Regions from separate parts of the Cricetulus griseus genome. Here region 2 is linked to region 1. The links are chromatin contacts, called in public Hi-C maps. All regions are on one chromosome and are shown on one strand. Each heading gives the region's core, a stretch centred on a gene start, on an enhancer-like site or on the middle of the called end of the contact. The rest is flanking DNA. Distances are from core to core; before and after follow the strand shown.

Region 1 (7,416 bases), core at 2,449-4,948:
GCCACCTTGCATGAACCATGAGTGTCTTTACTCACTGAGCTATCTCTCCAGCCCCAGAACAAGTGTCTGTGGACCAGCTGTGAAGTTTTAGCAGGCACCTTCTTTTCTGCTGTGCTCTTTAAACATGTCCAGGATCACGCCTGACATCCTGTTGAAGATGTTGCTGATTCCTCCAATTAGAAGTGCCATCATTTGCTCCGGTGGCAAAGGAAACACCTGGAGTCACTTTCCTGGTCAACAGATGCAAAAGGAAGCCTCAGATGATTTCAATAAGGGCATGAAATGTGTGTAAGCCATTCATCTGTCCCTTAAATAGTTGGTAATCTAATTTCTTTGTAAAATTCAGTCCTTGTCTGGATGTTTGAAAGCGGTTGCAACGACACACATTATATTGTATTTATAATCATGGTTTGAATTGTTATGTTCATATGTCTATTTTCTCACTTGAGAAACAGTGTGAAAGGGGCTCTGTCCAGTAGTTTCTCCTCCCACTAGTAGTTATAAAAGCACAGCTGCCGAGTAAGAAGCCACCTGCATTAAAAGAATTGGGCATCGTGTCAGCTTTTGCAGAGGGGAAACTGGGCGCTTCTTCAACCTTCCAGTCTTGAAAATAACTCCACAGCCATCCATAAGCCTTTACCCATTTACAGAAGGGTTTGTTTTTAAATCCAGACCATAGTCAGTTCTCTGACTCTCCCAGACAAGAAAGAAGTCCCCGTGGAGCAGTCTGAGGCACAACAGAGAGCTCAGTGTCCTCTTTGCACTCCCACCCCCTCAGTTTCCTCCAGCGCACAAAGAGGAATCCGGGATGACACTTCTGTCCTGGGTGTGAACAGCCATGGTGTAGGTTTAGATGAACTGTGTGGGTTTCTCTCAATTCACACATTACAGACAAGGAATCAGTCTGTTCACTGTGTCGTCCAGTTCTCCCAGCTGTGTTCCTTGGGAGTTATTAATTAAGTGTCACAAGCATTCACTGAGCTCAAACTGTCACTCTGAGAAACAGCTGGCCAGAGGAGTCTGGGTCGATTCCCGAGAAAGGAAAATGAAACGAGTACACGGCATAGTAGGTGTTGTTTTCCCCACAGCTTCCATGAGAGGAGAGCACACTATTTCCCTGGGAATGGATTCCATTCTTTGAAAGTCCGAGAAAGCATTAAGCTACAAGCTCATAGCACCCATAGATCAGAAATATCATCTCAATGCATGAACCACATGCATTCTTCCTCCTCCTCTGCTGCTCTTGTGGCATGTGAAATAAAAGCCAGATCTTAGGATATAGGTTCGCAATGTATGTAGGCAACCACAAGATAACCGGAGTTCAGCAGCAGGCCAAGCAGCAGAATTCCAGCTCCCAGTGTCCTTCTGACTCATGCAGCTTGGCTTTCTTTCTCTGTCCAAGCTTTTGCTGGTCTTGGCTGTTGGAGGTCTGTCTGTGATCTAAAGCTACTTCGGATATTATAAAGCTAGAGCCTGCCATTCTACAGTACCCAGATCTTAGATTCCCCAGGCTCAGGTAAATGTTAAGTTCAGAATTACTCCTCGCCCAAACCAGGTATGATGACACATGCCTGTAAGCCCAGAGTTGTGGCATGGAGGCAAAAGGATCAGAGTTCAAGGTTGAAGACAGTCTAAAATGTCTGAGACTCTCCTTTTCCTTTTATTCTCAGCATAAATCCCCGTGTTCTACCTGTAAATAATCCAAAAGCCTTATACCAAACTATACACCAGCAACAAGTGACAAATTTGTATGGATGAAGACAAAAGCATAAAAAGAATTATAGACCCAGTATTCATGAGCCTCAAGCCAAAGAATGATTCTTCTGTAGTGCAATCAAGAAGATGGCAGAAAAGGCCTGCCTGAAATACTGTGGCTGCCATGGGGGACACACCTTAGTTCCAGCTGGATAGGCAGAGGCAGTGAAGTTTGAAGTCAACCTGAGCCACACAGTGAGTTAGAAGTATGTCTGGGCTACAGAGTGAGACCTTGTCTCAAAAAAACAGACAAATAAACGAAAGATGACATCGTGTTTCTGGGCCCTATAGCAATTCCTCCTTTTCTCTCTTGTTCTCCCCTTTAGCTGGATGTTATTTCTGGATAGCAAGCCTGAGAGAGCACAAAGGTGCTAAATGAGATGCGACCATTTACAGGGAAGCTATTACTCCCTCGTTACACACGGAAGGCTCCTGTCTGCACCTAGACTCCAAAGGTATCATCATCTTGCCCTAGGGCCTCTTCCTCATTATTTGCTGCAATTCTACCTGCTAAAGCTCCATTTGAATATCCTATGAATCCTACCTTAATGCTTGACCGTACTCTTTGTGAGACTGGATTTCATTAGCCTCCTCTCTGTCCATTTTCCTAAACGGTTCAAATCTTTAGTGATCTGGCCTGTTCCTGGAATGTAGCAACTAATACTCTTTCATCAAGGCTCCATCTGTAAGCGTAGCTTCCTCCCAGAGGACACAGTAGACCAATTCTGTGTGTGAAAGGTGCTAATGTGGGATGGTAGAGTGACACAGACGGGACATAGGACTTCTCAGAGGGGTCTGGCCCCTCCCGGCTCTTCCTGGCTCTTGCTACTCCTTGGACTTTTGAGGAGGGAGAGTCTTCACACTCATAGTTTTCTCCTGAGTTCAGATGGACATGGGCATTGGCCCTGGCTGGAGTTCCATTTCTGTTTCCGTTTCTAGGAAGGAGGGAGGTTATCACTGAAGAATGAAATGGGCTGTGATGCAGGGATCCCCCCGCCCACTTCCAGTGCCCTCCTTTCGGTTGCATGCAACCCTCCCTCCTCTCTCCTCATCAAACAAAACTCCCCTGGTTTTCATCACAGCTGGTTTTGACCTGGTGATGTAGCTGGAAGTGGCCTGTTGCTGTGGGCTTTTGTCCTTGGTGTCACAAGCTGAGCATTTAACCCATGCTCAGACCACAGACCAAAGATTCAGAGAGCTCAGCATTTAAGAGCCAGCTCACAGTTCAGAGCTTACAAGGCCATGCTGCTCTTCCAGAAGACTGGAGTTTGGTTCCCAGCATCCAGGAGGCTCACAACCACAGTAACTCCAGCTCCAGGGAATCTTGTATGCTCTTCTGGCCCCAGGGAGTGGCCTCTCAGCTCTTTCATAGTAGATGTTAAGAGAGAGGCATTTTCCTATATTGGCAGGAGGATAGAGGGTTGAAGGCCAACCTGGTCTACAAAGCTCCTGCTGAAAAAGGAAAGGGAAACCCTAAAGGGCATTGCCTAGGTTTGGATTCCTGGCTGCTGCAGCATTTAGCTGGAAGGTTGGGAACAGCTTGAGTAAGTTTTGTGCCTCAGTTTCCCCATGTATAAAATGCAGATAATCATAGTGCCCAACCCACTGGGTTCTTAGGAGGATTAAATGAGACAGCACATTTACCTGAGAAGCAGTATTTAGCAATGCACATATCCTATTTCCTGTACAATCTATCAAAACAGCTCGTTACTCATGACGAATTGGCTCATCAGTCATTCTCATTGAGCTGCAGCAAAGTGCCCCACAGCAGCTGGAATGATGGGCATGGCCCAAGTACTGAGGAGCAGAAACGGATAGAGAAGAAGGGTGGGGCCTGGTTTTGGGTGATGGTACAATGACAGAAGCCTAGAAGAGTGGGCAGCCCTCTAAGAGGGAAGAGCACAGAATGAGGAAGGTGACGAGGCTTCCCAGCTCTGCGGGCACTGGCTCACGTGTCCAGAGTTCAGAGGAGAAATGCCACTCAGAAATGAGGGGGAAGCTAGAGCACCCACTCATGCCCCACCCCACAGGGCCAGGCAGTAGGAGCTCAACCACTGCAGTCATAAATGTCCCCAAGAGTGAGAAGATCACCAGTGGCCACTGAGGGACAGAAGAGCAAGCCCCTGTGGGGAGCATCTCTGGTAGTTTGGATGACCTGTCCTCTGCCATTCTCACTCTGCCAAAAGCGGCAGAAGAACAACCCACAAGCTACAGCTCATTGCTTGACTTCCTGAAGAACTTCTGAGAACAAGCTGTCACAGATTTTGTCTACATGCATCCAGATGGGGCTTTCCCAGGGAAGTGCTGGCCCCACTGCTCTGTGGATGAAGAAGAAGAGAATTCCTCTCAAGTTAAGTATGTCCAGTTTGTCACAGTTACAGGATCTACTATGCCCTTTGCTCTTGTTCCTAGTAACTTTAAAATGGTCCTTCTAGGTAGGTCTGTCTGTCTCACTAGCACCTACAAAGACAGCTCTGTCTCCTCAAATGCTGTTCATTGTCACCGAGTGTGCTCTTGCTGCTAATGCTTGGCACTAATATTAAATATGTAAAACCAAATGTTCAATCTTCAATCCGTATTGTTTTCCTCACGTGCACACACACACAAATCCTTCTATGGCTGTTGAGATGGTTCATCGGGTAAAGACATGTGCCCTGTGAGCCTGGCAACCTGAGTTCGATCCCCAGAACTCACGTAAAGGTGGGAAGAAGAGATCTGACTCCACAGACTTGTACTTTAACCTATACACATATACACACATGCTACAGCATGCACTCCCACACATACACCCTGCACACACAATAATAATAATAATAATAATAATAATAATAATAATAATAATAATAATTGGAATGACAGTTTTTTTAAATAAGAAATTTTATTATTCCAACAACAAAGTTGTTGGAATACTTAGGGTTTAAATGATTTTATAGAAATATATAATGTAGCAGTGGACAAAAAAACTTGCATTTTTTTGTTTGTTTGGTTGCTTTGAGACAGTCTCACTATGTAGCCCTGGCTGTCCTGGAACTTGGTCTGTAGACCAGGCTGGCCTCAAATTCACAGAGATCCACCTGCCTCTGCCTTTTGAATGTTATAGAACTCAGTTTCTCGTCCATACCCCTCTTTTTAAGGTAGGGCCCACTGCATTGCCTCAAGAGGGCCTCCTGCTTCAGCTGCCTGAGAAACTAGGACACAGGAGTGCCAGCCTTGCTTTTACTGACCATAAATTCATGATTTTCAAACCTGGCATGGTGTTCCACACCTGTAATGCCTGCACTCAAGAGACTGAGGCAGGAGGATCACTGCAAATTCAAGGCCGCCTTGGTTTCCCCGCCTTCTTTGGCTGCAAAGTGAGATCTTGTCTCAAAAAATAAAAAAAAAATAAAAAAGACATACAATGTTATTTATAGTGTTCATTATGGTACTTCCTATGTCTTTCTTTCTTTTTGGTTTCTTTGTTTTTGTTTTGATTTGTTTTTTTGAGACTTCTTTGTGTAGCCCTGGAACTCACTCTGTAGACCTGAATTCACAGAGATCTGCCTGCCTCTGCTCCCCAGTGTTGGGACTAAAGGTGTGCACCACCACAGGTGGCTTCATCTGTCTTTCTAGTGCATAAATGGTTTGTACTTTGTGTCTTTATTCTAAGCCATGTTCTTTGTAATACTTCTGAAGTATTCACTGGGAGTCAACGCAGGAATACAGCAGGCACAATGAATCACAATGTCCAAGTGTTGGGGCTCTGATCTAGTTTTCTTTGTGGGAGGTAAAAGGGAAGAAAGAAACCCCCCAATCTACAGGTCTTGCTTTTAAAAAGTAAATGGTCCTGTCTTGGAGAAGAAAGAAGAATGTCATAGGATCCTGCCCTATAGAAGTCAGAGCTGAGCACAGAGAACGTCCATGGGAGACGTTAAAGCCCACAGAATCCTGGAACTGTCTTTGACCTTGGGCACCTGGGGGGCCCTCTGAAGTCTGAGTTATGATGATTATGTGCTCAAAGGGTTCTGCAAGGATGAAATGAGTTCAGTATGAAAATTAATTAGGATGTCTCTGATAGGCAGGGAAAACTAGCAATGGGTGTTTCACTGCTTCTGCTAAAGTGCAGAAGTCTGGTTTATTGTTTTTGTTCCTTAAAAAAAACCACTAAAGGTGCTGGAGAGATGGCTCAGCAGTTAAGAGCACTTGCTGCCCTTGTAGAGGACCTGGGTTTAGTTCCAAGCACCCACATGGTGACTCACGACTGCTTGTAACCCCAGTTCCAGGGATCCAATGTTCTCTTCTGGACTTCATGGCACTGTGCCATGTGCACATATGCACATACATTCATACATGCAGTCAAAACCCTCATAAATAGAAGATAAAAATAAAGTTTCATTAACTTGCTAAATAAACTTTAACTTCTATAGGTCCTTTTCACTTATTGGAGAAACAGTGCCTGTTATCTACTTAGAAAGGAATCCCAAATCTATTATCTTAGAAGTAATTTAATTATTAGCTTTGTAGCAGCCTTTAAATTGTGCAGCAATAACCAGTCTATTTAAGAAAAGACAATTACCTCAGCCTCTTCGGGCCACTGCCGCCCCATTGGAATACATTCTTGTTCTCCCCTCCCTGCTAGTATAAAATACCAGTTAATCAAAAGGAACCCAGTCACCCTTACACCCACAACTTCTTTGATCACCTCTTCACTCTTCTCACTGGCTACAATACTTTTAAATTATTATGCCACTGTTTTCATTTTATTAAAAGCTTAGAGGGTGCCCATCTAAAGTAACAGGTGATTATCTGCTGTTATTAAGAATTGTATTAAACCCACAGTTCTGTTCTCCTAACTTCCATTTTACACTTGATGATCTGATGAAATTATGATGAAACAGTATTTCCCCACCGCAGTGTGAAACATTACTTTATCACTGTTTTAACAGAGTAAAAGCACTGTCTTTTTATTTGTTTGTGAGAATTCTGCTTCCTCTCCTGCAGTCAAAACAAGATCAAATCATGATGCTCATGAAGTCATAATGAACCCACCTGGCTTTCCTTATTGTCAAATGCCTGCCTTTGCCACGCACAGCCACAGCTGTGATGCAAGTGTAAATGGCGAAGGTATCAGAACTATAACCAAAGGTCTCAGAAAAGGCTATGAGGTGGCTAAAGCTTGAGCCACAGCTACCTCAAACTTGAGGGCTCCTCCTGCCCAGACCTCAAAGACTGTGACAGTATATGCTCCACAGCACTCATCCCAAGATTAGATTTCTTAAGCACAGTGCTTTCCCTCAAGTTAAAGTCAAAATGCCTTGTTTAGAAACAGTCACATATAAAATACTATGCTTCCTTCCATCTGCTTACAGGGAGTCTTAGGCCAGGGAGGTCTGACTTCAGGGAGATCTAACAAGCTAAGCCTGGCCATTGGACTCCAAAAGCAAATGGCAAAAGAAATAATGAAGAAAAGGGAAACTAATTATGGCCCTATGTGGAAGTTAAGGGGATCGATGTGCCTCGATCTGTCTCTAGGAGGTGGTGCCATGACTTTCTGCTGAAGCAGGGGAGGAATTGGAGCAGGGAGCAAAAGGCACTAGTGTTGGAAACGTGTGGTGTTTGTGCCCTTCCTCAGGCTGGTTCTGGAGGCTTCAGGGAACATTTATCACTTTCACAGGCAGTTTG
Region 2 (7,416 bases), core at 1,439-3,938, 140 kb after region 1:
GTGGTTGTTTCGAATCGTCTTCAATAAAGCAGAGCTGTCAGCTAAACCCAGAGCTCTCTGATATGGCTGTTCTTGCTAGAATGTTGGCTCTGGGGAGCCCTTGTCCCAACTTTCCAAGGCTGGAATTATAGACATGACTCTACCCTTATCTGTCATTTTTCTGGGTTCTTGTGATCCAAACTCCTTTAAGAATCTAACCATTCCCTCATTCTTCTACTCTTGTTTTGAAATATTTAGTTAATTGTCAACCAGTTATTCACTATGCTATAAAACATGAGAAGTTTTTCTTCTCTTCCACATGAGCCTCCATAGTGAATAGATCTCTTCTCTCCATTTCCCCATCCCCATGTTCCTAGGCTCTGATAGACATTCTTATGTGCCACACTTTTTTATTTTTTGGAGAGACAAGGTTGCTAGCCCAGGCCAGTACTAACCTGTATCATTTTATCCCAAGTCTTGCCGTCTGCAATGCAAACTGCTCAACTTTGTATGTCAAAATTAGTATTCCATTTTCTTTATATTTCCATATACACTTTAGAATCAGTTTTTCACATGGGCATGCAGCTAGTTCCTACCTTTATACTAAAGAAAAGCCAACAAAGAATAATGCTATTTGTAGGATTTTTGAAGATGTCCTTTCTTTCAGAGTTTGCTAAGAAGCTTATGTATGCTGAATTGTAACTTGGTGTTATTTTTTCTTTTGTTAAGGTAATCACATGGCCTTCCTCATTTATCTTGGTAATATGTGAATTAAGAATTTTTCAACTATTAAGAATCTTAGAAGTTACCTCTGCTGGTCCTGATATATTAGCCCCGCCTCCATACACACGTACTTGCACACACAAACATATGTGAATGATTTCATTCCACTCATTCATTCATTCATTCATTCATTCATTCATTCGGTATGAACATGTATGTGTGTGAGAGAGGGTCTTCAGTGACAGTTGTTATGTTAGCGTACGTGTATGAGATCTCTCAACTTTATCCCTTCTTCCTCCCTCCTTCATTTCCTTTCACTTGTTTTCTTTATTGGGGCTTGAAGAAATTATGCTGACAGCTTTCACCTTTCCTTCCTTTGGGGAAGAGTTTCTCTGAAAGCATCACTGATCAATCGTCCTACAACTAAGTTTTGACTGAGCCTTGGTGCAGAGAAGGTCTAGTATGAGGGAGTGGACACCAGTGTCAAAGCCCCATTTAATTGTGTTAAGAAGAAAGAGGTTTAAAAGTTGTAGTTTTCAGACTAGGTTTGCCTGGAGCTCAGTAGTTTTCGTTTTCCATAGACATGCGCTATCACCGCCAAGGGCTGGGCCAGCATTGTTTTGTTAGGCGTTTTACTTCTGCAGATCTTTGACAGGGAACAGGGACAAACTTTTAAAAGAAACTAATGTTTTTTTGTTTTTTGTTTTTTTTAAAAAAAAGACTAGTAAGAACATAGCAAAGGAACTTGCATAATGGCTTTGGGTCATGAATCTGGGTGTAAGGGCAATTAAGTGAGCCCTGCTCCTTCTGTTTAGCCTGTATTATTTTTATGCAGTTGGGTTTCAGTTCCCTAGAGAACTTTATTCAGATAGAGCATGTAGTATTAATTGAGTCACAGATATTTTCTTATTTAACCAATATGTAGTCTAGAACAATCTCATCTTCTAGTCCCCAGGCCTGTGTGGTATTTGGAATGTTTAAAATAGAGAGTGAGAGATCATCTATACAGTTTGAACAAGTGGTTACATTAAAGATGTTGCTAAGTTGCCTGGTGAACTAAAGGATTCCCTGAGTTGAGTTCTGGATAGCTGTTCACAGTAGCTATTGTTGTGAAGCAAGTATTCATGAATATCTTGTATAGGCCTTCCCGTGAATTTGATTGTAAGAGTACATTCAGCTGGGAAAAAAATGGATGACAAAAGGGGTGGATTTTAATGAAGTTCTGATAAAAGTCTTGTAATTGACAAGAATATTCAATTATTTTCATAGCATACACTTTAAGATACCAGTCTTGATTGATAGCCTGACATCCAGAACCATCAGACTTTTGAAATTTTCATGGAATCTTTCACACATCCACATCAATGAAAAGTCTACAGTATGACTTGAGAGCATGTTATCACATATGTTTCTATAGATAAGGTGAGATTTTCACTTGTAAACTGCCCAAGGTAGTTCTAGGTCAGAGAGACCTGACTCACACCCACAAGTATGTGGACAGCATATTGGACTTATGTTATTAAATTAAAAAGAGGACATTTTAAGAGGACACAAGGGATTGGGGGAGGTGAGGCTGGATCAGGGAGGAATTGGGAGTAAATGTGATCAAAAGACATTGTATGAAATTCTGAAAGAATTAATAAAAATGTTTATTTAAAAAAAAAAGACATTTCAAAACGTTAACCATGAAGAAGTTAGCTAAGATTGTTCAACAGTTTTAAAGCACTTTATCAAAGTAGCTCTATAGACCTTTGTGAAAAAAATAGTTGTGAATGGGCCCCTAGAGGCCCAGTGTTAAATTATTGATCCCCAAGGTGACACCGTTAAGAGGGGTTTCCAGGTCATTGGAGCATGTCTTTCAAAGGAATAGTGTAACTCCAGTGACCTCCTCCTCTCTTTGACCCTCCTGCCATGAGGGTGAGCAGTTTTGTTCTGTCACAACTTCAGCCATGACTTCAAAACCATGAACCCAAATAAACCTTTGTTCTTAGAAGTTTATTGACTTGGGTGTTTGTTACAGTAATGGTAAGCCAGCACAGTAATCATTCATCAGAGTGGTAATTAGAAGACTTTGGAGTTGGCACGAACCTGTGATCCTAGAATTCAGGAGGCAGAGGTGGGAGTATCCTAAGCTTCAGGCCAGCCTCGGGTATAAGCAAGACCTGTCTCACAAAACAAAACAAAAAAAACCTTGAAGAACAAGGAAAGTTTTTCTTAAGGTTTTTAAGATTGAAAAATAAACAAAACCTAGTAAAGTTAACACAGAACACAAGAACTTACCTCAACAAACCATAAATGTTTGTTTTCCTGGGCTTGTTGCCAAAGGTAAAGACAAACCTTTTTCAGGATGATAACTTCTCTGTGGGAAACCATGTAGCCCAGGTCCCACCTGATAGAAAGGCACTGGAGTATACATGTCTGAGGTTATGAACACAGATCATACTACAAAAGTAATCAAGAAAGTCCAGTACTTTGAGCACAGGAACACATGACTATTGAAATAGAGTATAATTCAAATCTAACAAATCTAGAAAAGTAGTGACGACACATTAGGTAAGAAACTAAAATAGTGGAAGCAGAAAATACCTTACAGTTTGAAGGGTGGGTCAGAACACAGAGAATTGGGGTATAGACTTAAAAACCTTGTGAGATTTTAGCTATGAGTATACCAGTTTTTGTTTTGTTTTGTTTTGTTGTTTGCTTTCTTTTATTTATTCTTTGTGTCTTTCATATCCTGATTCTACCCATATCCCTCCAGCCCCAGAATAAAACATAATAAAATGTAAAAGAAAAAAAGGGGGGAGGAAAGGAAAATCTCGTCATGCAGTGTGACACGGTGAGTCCCACAGTAAAGCCCTTTATCCATACATTTTACATGCAGGTGTTCATTGCAAAGAATCATTGGCCTGGTTCAAGGGCCCTAGTCTTCTCTACACCATTAACTCTGGGCCCTCTGGGACTCTTCCTGGACATCCTGTTTCTGCCCTGGGTTATGGAGATCCTGCAGCCCTGGGTCTGCAGGATCAACCCACCCTCACCTCCCCTTGCTCCAGCAGATCACAGACGGGGTGGATATTGGAGTGGGCCAACATACAACCCTGGCTCTGGGCCTGGTAGTGCAGGGTTGGTCAGCCCGCCAGCTCTCCCCCATCTGCACCACCAGAATGAGCTCTCCAGCATTGCCCTGGTTACTTTACCCCTTGCAGCGATGAGCAAGGTGTGTGTGGGGGGCAGGAGGCAGTTGTCCAATTTTCACATCCTCGGGGTCAATTCTCCCTCACCTACACCTTCAGGGCAGGGCCAGCTCTACTGTGTTGCCCAGGCCAGGTGTAGGCACCGCTCTCAAGTGGTGCAGCTGGTGAGGGAGGGGCAGCGACAGCTCTCCCCCCTGCCTCAGGTGCTAATGGGAGGGAGGCATCTCTCGCCTGCCATGTGACAGGTGAGTAATGGGGACAGCTCCCCCATGCTCACAATATCAGGACTGGTTCACCCACGCCTGTCATGGGTGAACAGGTCAGCTCCCTCACCCACCACGGGTGGCAGGGTCAGGGTGGGGGGCATCTTTCCATGGCCCTCACCACCACATGGCAGGCAAGGGGGGGGGCATGACCAGCTATTCCACTCTCACGGCCTCAGGGTTATTTCATCCACACCTCTGCCAACAGATTCATCTCTACTGTGCTGCCTAGGCAAAGAGCAGGGCCTGCTTTTTTTGAGCACTGCAGCTGGTAAGAAGGTGGCCCAGCTCCCTGGTCTGTAGCAAGGGGTGAGGGGAGCATCTCTCCCCAGCATTGGGGGGTGGGGGGGTGGGAGTTATTTCTCCTACATCCATGCCACCATAAGATAGGTACATCATTATTTTAAGGAAACCTTTGAACCAGATTGGATTTTTCCTTTGTACCACCAGTATGTTACCCAACGCTAAGTTTTTGGCAAAAGCTATAGTAATTTCCTCTAACTGTACTTGTGATCCACATATAGGGGAAAACATGATGCTTGCCCGAAATGCTGGCTTATTTCAGTTCACGTGATGATCTCCAGTTGCATGCTGCTTTCATTTTTTTATGACAGTTTTGTTATTTATGCCTGAATAAGATGTGTGGGTTTGCACACGTGTGTATGCATGTGTGAGCACATGCGCAGGAGTGCATGTACATTTTTGCAGCACACGCACTTTTCTTTATCCATTAGTAGGCCTCCAAGCTAGTTCTGTACCTTGACTGTTGTGAGTAGGACCATAGTCAGTAATCATAGATACATAGATACAACTTCCATAGGAAGTTGGCTTTGATTTTTTTTGGTATGCCCAAAAGTGGCCTGGGATTTGGTTTTCATTTGTTGAGGAAGCTTATGTGGTGGTTTGAATGAGAATGGCCCCCATAGGCTCATGTTTAAGTGCTTTGTCCCCAGTTACTGGAACTTTGGAGGTGTATCACTGGAAGTGGACTTTGGGGTTTCAGAAGCCGGCTCCAGGCCCAGTCTCGCTCTCTTCTTCCTGCATGTGGGTCGAGATGGAAGCTCTCAGCTTCTGCTCCAGTGCCAGGCCTGCCTGTCTGCTACCACATCCCCCTCCATGATGGTCATGGACTCACCGTCTGAAACTGTAGGCCAGTCCCCAGTTAAATGCTTTCTGTTATAAGCTGCCTTGGTCCTGATGTCTCACAGCAGTAAAATAGTAACTAAGACACCTCCATACCAAATTTTTATAGTGGCTGGACTAGTTTATATTCCTACCAACATGGTGTAGAGAGTACCCTCCCTTCCACATACTACCCCTCTGCAGTCTTGTTGATATCTGTTGGGTTTTGATGCACCTTTGATTTGCATTTTCCTAGTGGCTAAAGATGCTGAACACGTTTTTTGTGTATTTATGTGCTATTCATACTTAACTAATTTTAAGAGTTCAGTTCATTAGCCTATTTGTTGAGTGGATTGTTTGCTCCTTTGGTGTTTCAACTTTTTGAGATGCTTGCTCTATTCTGGCTGTTGATTGTCTATCACATGAGTGTCTTGCAAACACCTCCCATCCCATGTGCTCTCTTTACTCTGGTCATTGTTTCTGTTGCTCTACAGAAGCTTTTGAATTAGATGCATTCCTGGCTATGACTTCCTGCTTTTATTTCCCGAGCTTTTGGAGTAATATTCTGAAAGCCATTGCTTGTGTCTGGATTTGAAGTATTTCAGTGTTTCAGGTCAACACTGGAGTCTTTGTATTTTCAGTTGATCTAGTTTCAGTCTTCTGCATGTGAGCATCTAAGTTTGCCAGCAGCACTTGTTTAAAAAGCTGTCTTCTTTGCCTTTCAGCATCCTTATCAAGAATCAGATGGCTGTACATGTGTGAGCTTGCTTCTGGGCTTTCAGTGGTGCTCTGCCAGTAGGTGGCTGTTTTTGTGTTATTACCACAGCTCTGTAGTGTCAGCTGAGATTTCTCCATCTGGATTGGCAGGCAGCAGGAATAAAGAGTGACACTGGGCCTGGCTTGAGCATCTGAAAACTCAAAGCCCACCCCCAGTGACATTCTTTCTGCAAAAAGGTCACATCTCCTAATAGTACCACACCCTGTTGGCCTGTGGGGGCCATTTTCATTCAGACCACCACAATATTCTTGATATTCATTCAGACCACCACAATATTCTTGATATGCATTGTGTTATTTGTTTTTCAGTCCTGGAGATTGAATCCAGGGCCTCAGTCATATTAAGCAGGCGTTCTACCTCTGAGCTACAACCCCTTGGCTTTTTGAGACAGGGCTCCCTGTAGCTCAGTCTAGCTTTGAACCTGCTCTTGCCATCTGTGTGTTGAGATTCACAGGTGTGTGCCACTTTGCTCAGCATGTCATTTTTGGTGCATAAACTGCTGCCACTGCCTGATTTTGCAGTGTAGGCCATTGATGCACAGCAGCATGAGGGATTTGCCTGAGATAAGACTTAAGACCAGAAAGTTGGTGTTTTGATGATATTTAGAAATGATGCTTTAAAATATTTCCTTTGAAACCATATACCGCATTAATTTGGCTACCGATATGCTGTTTCTTTATATTTCTGTCCAGAAGGGCCACATTAAACATCTCAGCATTTGAGGTTAAATCTATTCCAAGTAGCAAAACTGTATGATAATGTGAAGTATTAATTACTAATTTGGAATAACTCTTTTAAAAACATTCTGATATGTCCATGTTGTATGTGCCATTTCAGTAGAATGACTTAAGTACTTCCTATTTATAAGCTAAGTCTTAGTTTCCTCCTCTGTCCCTATGGAAGACTTCTGTGTGGGGCTGAGACTAGTGTTCGTGTTAGGAATTTTTCTCTTAGTTATGTATCTGACTGTGTTGTAAGAGGTATAAATGTTATATAGCCATTGTATTTCTTTCGTTGTGAGGCTAATACACTTCTTACAACACTTAGAAGCTCTTGTTTCTGCTTTTCCTATCTGTGTGTTGTGTATGTGTATGGTGCAAATGAGTGTGTGGGTGTGTATGCCCATGAGTGCAGGTCTGGAGACCAGAGCAGGACACCTCTACCTTATTCTTTCATTGTCTCCAGCCTCCCAGTGGTGGGGTTCTGGGTGTGCAGTCATGTCTAGCTTTTTATATGGGTGCTGTGGATTCAAATTCAGGCCCCTCTTCTTGCACAGCAAGAGCTCTTACCCACCGAGCTGTCTCCCAGCCCCAATGCCCATTTCTTTAACCTTCATTTCTCATACATAATGTGTACC

The links. Hi-C and Micro-C count contacts between places; a contact is called where the count stands out from the background.
Region 2: a contact with region 1 is called in a Hi-C map of liver, with 4 times the contacts expected there. The contact joins two enhancer-like sites. A contact is called at or near these places in 3 of 8 Hi-C or Micro-C datasets (the CHO-K1 cell line, fibroblasts and liver).

Annotation. Positions count from the first base shown.
Region 1 is chr5:52,810,458-52,817,873 of CriGri-PICRH-1.0, forward strand. No RefSeq gene overlaps it. Among named protein-coding and RNA genes, the nearest start is that of Kif14, 12 kb to the left of the region's middle. Within about 2 kb of position 3,699, at least 2 of the 6 cell types and tissues checked have open chromatin away from gene starts, as enhancers often do.
Region 2 is chr5:52,949,138-52,956,553 of CriGri-PICRH-1.0, forward strand. All of the region lies in intron 2 of Camsap2 (calmodulin-regulated spectrin-associated protein 2), which reads left to right. Among named protein-coding and RNA genes, the nearest start is that of Camsap2, 34 kb to the left of the region's middle. Within about 2 kb of position 2,689, at least 1 of the 6 cell types and tissues checked has open chromatin away from gene starts, as enhancers often do.